Linked DNA regions of Bicyclus anynana: region 2 is linked to region 1. The links are chromatin contacts, called in public Hi-C maps. All regions are on one chromosome and are shown on one strand. The core of a region is the stretch at or near the end of the contact, and the rest is flanking DNA. Distances in the headings are between cores, read along the strand shown. Region 1 holds the start of LOC112046468 (protein halfway). Region 2 overlaps LOC112046466 (rab GTPase-binding effector protein 1).

Region 1 (3,357 bases), core at 512-3,011:
GTACTCGAGGATCCTCTGAAGACAGGTGGAGGAAAGTCTATCCAAAATAAACATTTATTTTCAGTTTAGATAAGTACCTTTATTGCTCATTTAAGTTACAAATCTTTCTTTTTATATGTATTACATATTATGAATGAATATATTATGTGCTTTATTCATGAAATGACGTAAACAGTATAACAGAGCTGTTTAATAGGTTTGAGAAAAAATATATTTCAGACACACAAACAGATAAGTATACAATTTGTGCATATGTAACTAAATAAACATTTACCCTAAGCATATTTTGGTAAATAAAATTAATTTTACGAGGATTTATCTCATGAGATATTGATAAATAACGCGTCGTTACTACGTTTTACTGGTTGTAGATACTGATAGATATTCAAGTAACTTGACATAGATAGATTTGAAAAATAGAATTGAGGAAAATGTCCACGACTTCCTACCTATAAATCAATTATTACCTGTAAATAAATATATTTTAATAATATTTATAACAAAGTAGGAAGGTCCTATATTTATTATAATTTATTAGGTAAATAAAAAACCAACTTGGTAAAAGGAATCTAGGTACCTACCGATTAAAATTTTACGTTGACGTTCACCTATCTTGTTTAAATTGGACTATACTTAAACTTTGCACTGTTTACCAACAAACAAATTAAAAATGAGGGTATAAATCGCTATTCATTTTAACTTACCAACTATTTAGGGATTTTTAGAGAAGTAGGCTACTTATTTTAGGTAAATGACAAGTAAGCAACTCACAGAGTTACTATAACACTTAATAAAAATTCGTCACATTATCGATAAAAGCTTGCAATAGAATAAGCTACTTTTAGTACTTATTATATGTACGTCGACAAAATTGCACGAAGAAGCTAATAGAACATAAATCAGAAAGTAATAACGCGTAGGTACTCGTATTAGCCACTTATCTACTAATAAAACTGGAATAGCAACAACTAGACGTTGGGCCTCCGCCAGTTCTCTGCATCAGCAAAGTTATAGAAAAATAGAAAACTTTCTACATCCACCTCACTTTCTAATACATTATTGATTTCCAATCATACATACACTTGCAAAACTGCATACATTTGCAAGCTACTAATTGGGCACCTAGTACATTTCCTAAGGAAATTACTTCTGTAGTTACTTACCTATTTCCAAGAAGTGATACACCAATGACGCTTATTAAGGAAAACAACAATAAAGCTAAACAATAAAGATTTTTGTTCTAGTAAACAAAATGTTTCATAACTTTCAAATATAATTTGTACAAAATAGTAAAACAAATATGAAAAACATGTAAACAAAAAAATTCACTCACATCAACAACACGACCTCCCGCCGTAATCATTTTTTTTATTTTTAATTTATGCCACTGCACCGATAACAAAAAACCACCGATGCACAAATATTTTATACAACACACACCTTGCCCCGATTCAAAAACTATTCACAACTTTCAAAGTCTATCTGTATCTAATAAATATGCGCCACGAACGGCGCTCAGTTTGCAACAGTATCATTTTTTTTCACTTTTCGACAAAAAATCTAAGTAAGTCACTAGCACTTGCTTAAATCGTAAAAATTCTCGATCACTTTTGACGCTTACGGCACCAAACACATGTAGCGAGTCTAATTCGGATCGACTCCAACTTGGCAAAACACAAAACTGAATAGTTTACCACTGGCACTGATGCGTATGCTACAACCGTATATCTACAGCCGAGTACTCTGCAGGCGAGACAAAGACGGCGACTGAGTTATCAACGCGAGAGGCAAAGGTCGACTGCGGCGGGGAAAAGGGACAGCTATATGCACGCTGTTGCATATAAAGTATCCGGTATTCCCGTTTGAGAATTTGTATGTTTTGTGAGGAGTCGCTGGCTGCGATACCGCCTGGTGGTGGTAGCAGCAGCTGACCTCTATAGATTATCTATAATTATAAACAAAATTCAACACAGTCCAATGAGTGTTGGACTGTGTAGTATTTTTCATCAGGACGGAATAATACTCAATTGCTGGAAAATACTGAAGTTAAATTAATCTAAACAAACAAACGATAACAAAGAACTGAGAAAATGAAATGTTATAATAATTATAATCCCTAGTTAATGATTGTTTATTTTAGATAACCCCTACATCTAAATAACAATACATTATTTTATACAAGCAAATTTCATTATAGAAATTAAATAACAATATAACAATTTCATATTATTGAAAATAAAAATCAATAAATTTATTAGGGTAAATAAACTAATAAATTCTTGAGAATTTTGTCATTTATCGATAAATTACATTTAGGCACTGCACAACACTATGACATGACAAGACAGGCAGTATATTTTGAAACTTTCGGTTTAAATTTGAAATTAAATGTCGTCAAATTGCCTATTGGTCATATTTAAAAAAAGAATTGTAAATCCACAAAACAGGCAATACTAAAAGCTAACGCTTTTGGTAAATCGCTCGGCTCGCTTATATGACATGCCTCATCTGCCTGTATTTTTTTGTAAGGTAATTTTTTTGCCTTAATTTATTTTTATATGACCAATATTTCCCTTTTCCTCCAGAGTCGGAAAGACCAAAAAGAGGAGAGAAAATCCAACGGTGCCCCTAGAACAAGCGTTGGAGAAAGAATTCTTCTGTTCTGAAAAAAATATGGGCGATGAACTTCTTCTATACGATATTTCTGGACTGCTACATTGCTCGTCGGAGAAGGTAGTACCTACCTAATGCCCGCATAATGCCTTGCTTTATTTCTATAGGTAGTCAACCAGCGCGAAATATGGAAATGAAAAAAACTTCATATGAAATTCTAAATAAAAAAGATCAATAATAAAATGGCGTTATAACTGTCTCATTAGCATTTATATTGGAGTCGAACTATTTGTTATCTTTATGTATTATGTCGTTTTTTACATTCAATTAATTTACATTCTCTGTTCGAGTGACATGAGATGTGACATCTCACATCCTTAAATATTTAATATCTAAGTTTTTTTAGGGTTCCGTAGTCAACAAAGGACACTTATTGTTTTGCGATATTCGTCTGTCCGTGTCTGTTTGTCCGTCTGTCTGTCCGGTTCATTAAGTAGGGTGTAAAATCTCGATGATTTTTTCTCGTCTCGTAGACAGTCAGGCAGACTGACAACAAACTTTGACTTGACTTTTTGAAGTACAGAACCCAGAATATTGTGGAGGACAGATGGGACACCACCATTATTTTATGCATTATTAATCTCTATTAATCAGTAATCTACAGATCACTATAAATACTACACTGCGCGTAGCCTGAAACAGGGCTCGTTTTACATAATATAATATATCATAGAGAGTCAATAG
Region 2 (3,357 bases), core at 288-2,787, 41 kb before region 1:
TTAATTTTCTGGCGACCGAAAGGTAGGTATGGACTAGTACACGTGACTTTCTGAAATGCTGATCCCTCATTGTGTGTATTATGGTGCAATATGTATGTGTGTGTGTGTTAATATAGGATATTAGTTTTCCATTTGTAATCAGATTGGCCATAAATTTGTTTTTGTAGCTTTGATAACGTGACGTTTTAAACGAAGGTTATCGACTATTATAATGGCAATCTGAATTTTTGATATAGCAGCCCTGAATAGTGACATTCATTGAAGTCCTGGCGTAAGATTTTTCTGCTATTCTTCTTGCTGTGCCTCTTTTGCCTTGTACCTTCGCGTGTTATGGACTCAGCTCTCATCTGATTAAGTATTATTTAATACTGCAAAAGGAAGATCCTCAATAATGAAATATTTCTTCGAACAGTGTTCGTCCAGGGCAAAGACCGCGCGAAGCAGCTGTTCAAGGAGCTGATCTATGACGGCATAAACGTGGACGCCATTCACGCTGACAGGACGCAGGCGCAGGTGACCCTTTCTAGTACTTCATACAGTCACTATCTCTCCCGATAGTATTAGATAGGCCTAAGATATGTGCTTGTGATTCCTAGAGAATAATTAGTACAACCAACAAACTGAAAGGGAATTCAATAGCCCTTCTATGTTAACCCATTAAATGTAATGGGTGAACATAGAAGCTACAAATGGATGGGTTTACCTAAAAAACTATCAAAGTAGTTGTGTTACATGATTACTGCCTAGTTAATCTAGTGATGTGTGGCTCACGATCGCGATACGAGGCCTATTTACTAACTTTGAGGCCTGCTGGCCTATTTACTAACTTTGAATAACTTTAGTGGATATGAAGTCCATCTAGCTATTGTAAGTAATTAATTCCTAAGACATATTCAATCAATAATTTAAAAAAATCAATAATTTATTGCTAACTGATCAACGTTGCTGAGCAGTGTAAGGAATACGAAAAATGCGATTGTTATTAATTTGATGTTAATTGTATTAGGTGGCTAATAAACCGATGTTAGTAAATAGGACAGCATGGCCAATATGAAATATTGAGTTTTTTTTTATTCTTTACAAGTTGATTACAATCTCACCTGATGGTAAGTGATGATGCAATCTAAGATGGAAGCGGACTAACTTGTTAGCCACAGCCGAAGCCTCCCACCAGCCAAATTCAGCTTTTCTTTCTCCAAGAAATTCTTAGTAGCAGCCGGGAGTAGGGATGTTGGTAACACACTACATGTCTCAGAAGGCACTTTGAGGTGAACATGACTCTTTAGGCTATTCAAATAAGTTGATGTTGAAAGCTATTCTGTATCTTCCAGCGGGACAACGTGGTGCGCAGTTTCCGCGTGGGGCGCATCTGGGTGCTGATCTGCACGGAGCTGATGGGGCGCGGCATCGACTTCCGCGGCGTCAACCTCGTCGTCAACTACGACTTCCCGCCCTCCGCCATCTCCTACATACACAGGCGAGTGTGCGCAGTTTGCGCGTGGAGTTGCTACATAACATCTGGTCTACTCGGGTTCCGTACTCTCTGTTACTCGTGGACGTCTTGTCAGTCTGTGCCGATAGCTGACTCTTTGGGAACGTTGTCAGTCTATGGTAGTGGTGGATTTCTTGCTGGAGCAGTTTGGATTCTGTATACCCGATCCTCGTCTATCAATTGTCAGTCCGTCGTAGTCTGTGCCAACAGCTGGCAAACGAATTTGAAAAGTTCTTTTACTGTGGGTATGCTATCCCCGGGTGGTATAGGCTATATTTTATCCACTTATTTGTACGGGAACTACGCGGGTGAAGCCGCGTGTCGTCTGCTAGTTTAAAATGATTTGGTAACATTACAGGGTAGGGCGGGCGGGGCGCGCGGGGCAGCGCGGCAAAGCGATCACTTTCTTCACGCAGGACGATGTCGTCAACCTTCGGAGGTGAGATACAAGTTACACTTATATACAATAGGTATATATATGTAGTTGACACTTTTTTTTTCTTAAATGAAAAAAAAAATATTTTTTTTGGTACATTATTTTTTTTATAGATATTTTTTTGACAATACGAGCCAAAACGCTTTCAGCCATGATGGTCTATATTTTAACAGTTTTATGACGTCACGTTAAACCCTAACCAAACGAAGTGTTTGACAAAAATATTAGTTATTAATTTGACGTTTATTCCTTGAGTGACATCGAGTAACATCATGACGTCACAAAATGGATGATAGCGTTTTTGACGTTTGTAAAATTTTTTTAAATAGATAATTTTTTTAATTAGGTCTTAAACTTTTATTAATTGATAAGCTGAAGAGTTTGTTTGTTTATTTGAACGCGCTAATCTCAGGAACTACTGGTCCGATTTGAAAAATTCTTTCAGTGTCAGATAGCCCATTTATTGAGGAAGGTTAATGTAAAAATATATAATTAGAGTGAGTTTGTCTCGTCTGTCCGTGTGCCAGCATAGCGTCAGTGCTGAAGCAGTCGGGCTGCGCGGTGCCGGCGTACATGCTGGCGCTGCAGCAGAACGCCAACAAGAGGAAGCGGCTGCTGAAGAAGGCGCCGCACCGCGACAAGATCTCCACCAAACTTGACAAACCCGAGAAGTCAGTCGTTCTTTAATATGCTTTTAACTTTTTAGAATTTAAACTATCGTGAGTGTTATTCATATTAATTGATTATGAAACACGGCTGAAATTCACGTGATATTAGGTCGGAGTATGCCCGACTAGTTTCGAACCCATACGGGGCCCTTAGTCATGAGCTGGTTCTTGCATCGCGGCACGATCCAAACTGCGAAGCGGCTGCGCGACGCGCTGCTGCACGCATTGCGCGCGCGGATAGGGGTTGAGTGGTGGGGAGTGAAGGTTCCGCTACACTCTCCGATGGTTCATTAATGTCATCTTCATTAGACTCGTCTTCTTGTCTAACTTGTCTAAACTAGTCGGGCATACTCCGACCTAATATCACGTGAGTTTTAGCCGTGTTTCATAATCAATTAATATGCTTTTAACTTCCTACTTAGGCTCAGTCCAGAAAGAGCGAATTCGCCGCGATTCTCTCGCGCGTATTACGCGCGACTATTGCGTCCACATGGTAAATAAGATAAGATAAATATACTTTATTTGCACACCACAAAGACAAAAACAAGTGAAATAAAAAACAAATTAGGAAGAGATCAGCATACAAAAGGCGGCCTTATCGCTAAGTAGCGATTTCTTCCAGGCAACCTTCGGTTTAGGAAAACTTAAGGACATCAGCAGGTGGCGTAAAACAAAAATAACCATAGTATTAGTAATACACATACATACAAATAATTTACATCCTAATACATAAACAATATTACACAAATACCTACAATATT

What was found. A called contact is a pair of places that touch in the nucleus more often than the background predicts.
Region 2: a Hi-C map of whole body shows a contact between it and region 1, with 2.8 times the contacts expected there. The contact joins the enhancer-like site here to the promoter of LOC112046468 in region 1. A contact is called at or near these places in 2 of 2 Hi-C or Micro-C datasets (whole body and whole larva).

What each region holds. Positions count from the first base shown.
Region 1 is chr14:766,301-769,657 of ilBicAnyn1.1, reverse strand. LOC112046468 (protein halfway) reads right to left here and starts at 1,761. Exons shown (of 10, transcript XM_024083092.2): 1 at 1,334-1,761. The coding sequence starts at 1,363. The region is part of intron 1 of LOC112046466 (rab GTPase-binding effector protein 1); the gene reads left to right.
Region 2 is chr14:807,316-810,672 of ilBicAnyn1.1, reverse strand. The region is part of intron 1 of LOC112046466 (rab GTPase-binding effector protein 1); the gene reads left to right. It overlaps LOC112046467 (probable ATP-dependent RNA helicase DDX52), which reads left to right. Exons shown (of 13, transcript XM_052885661.1): 8 at 413-513; 9 at 1,332-1,477; 10 at 1,851-1,931; 11 at 2,456-2,599; 12 at 3,019-3,089. Among protein-coding and RNA genes, the nearest start is that of LOC112046467, 7.4 kb to the left of the region's middle. Within about 2 kb of position 1,537, at least 8 of the 8 cell types and tissues checked have open chromatin away from gene starts, as enhancers often do.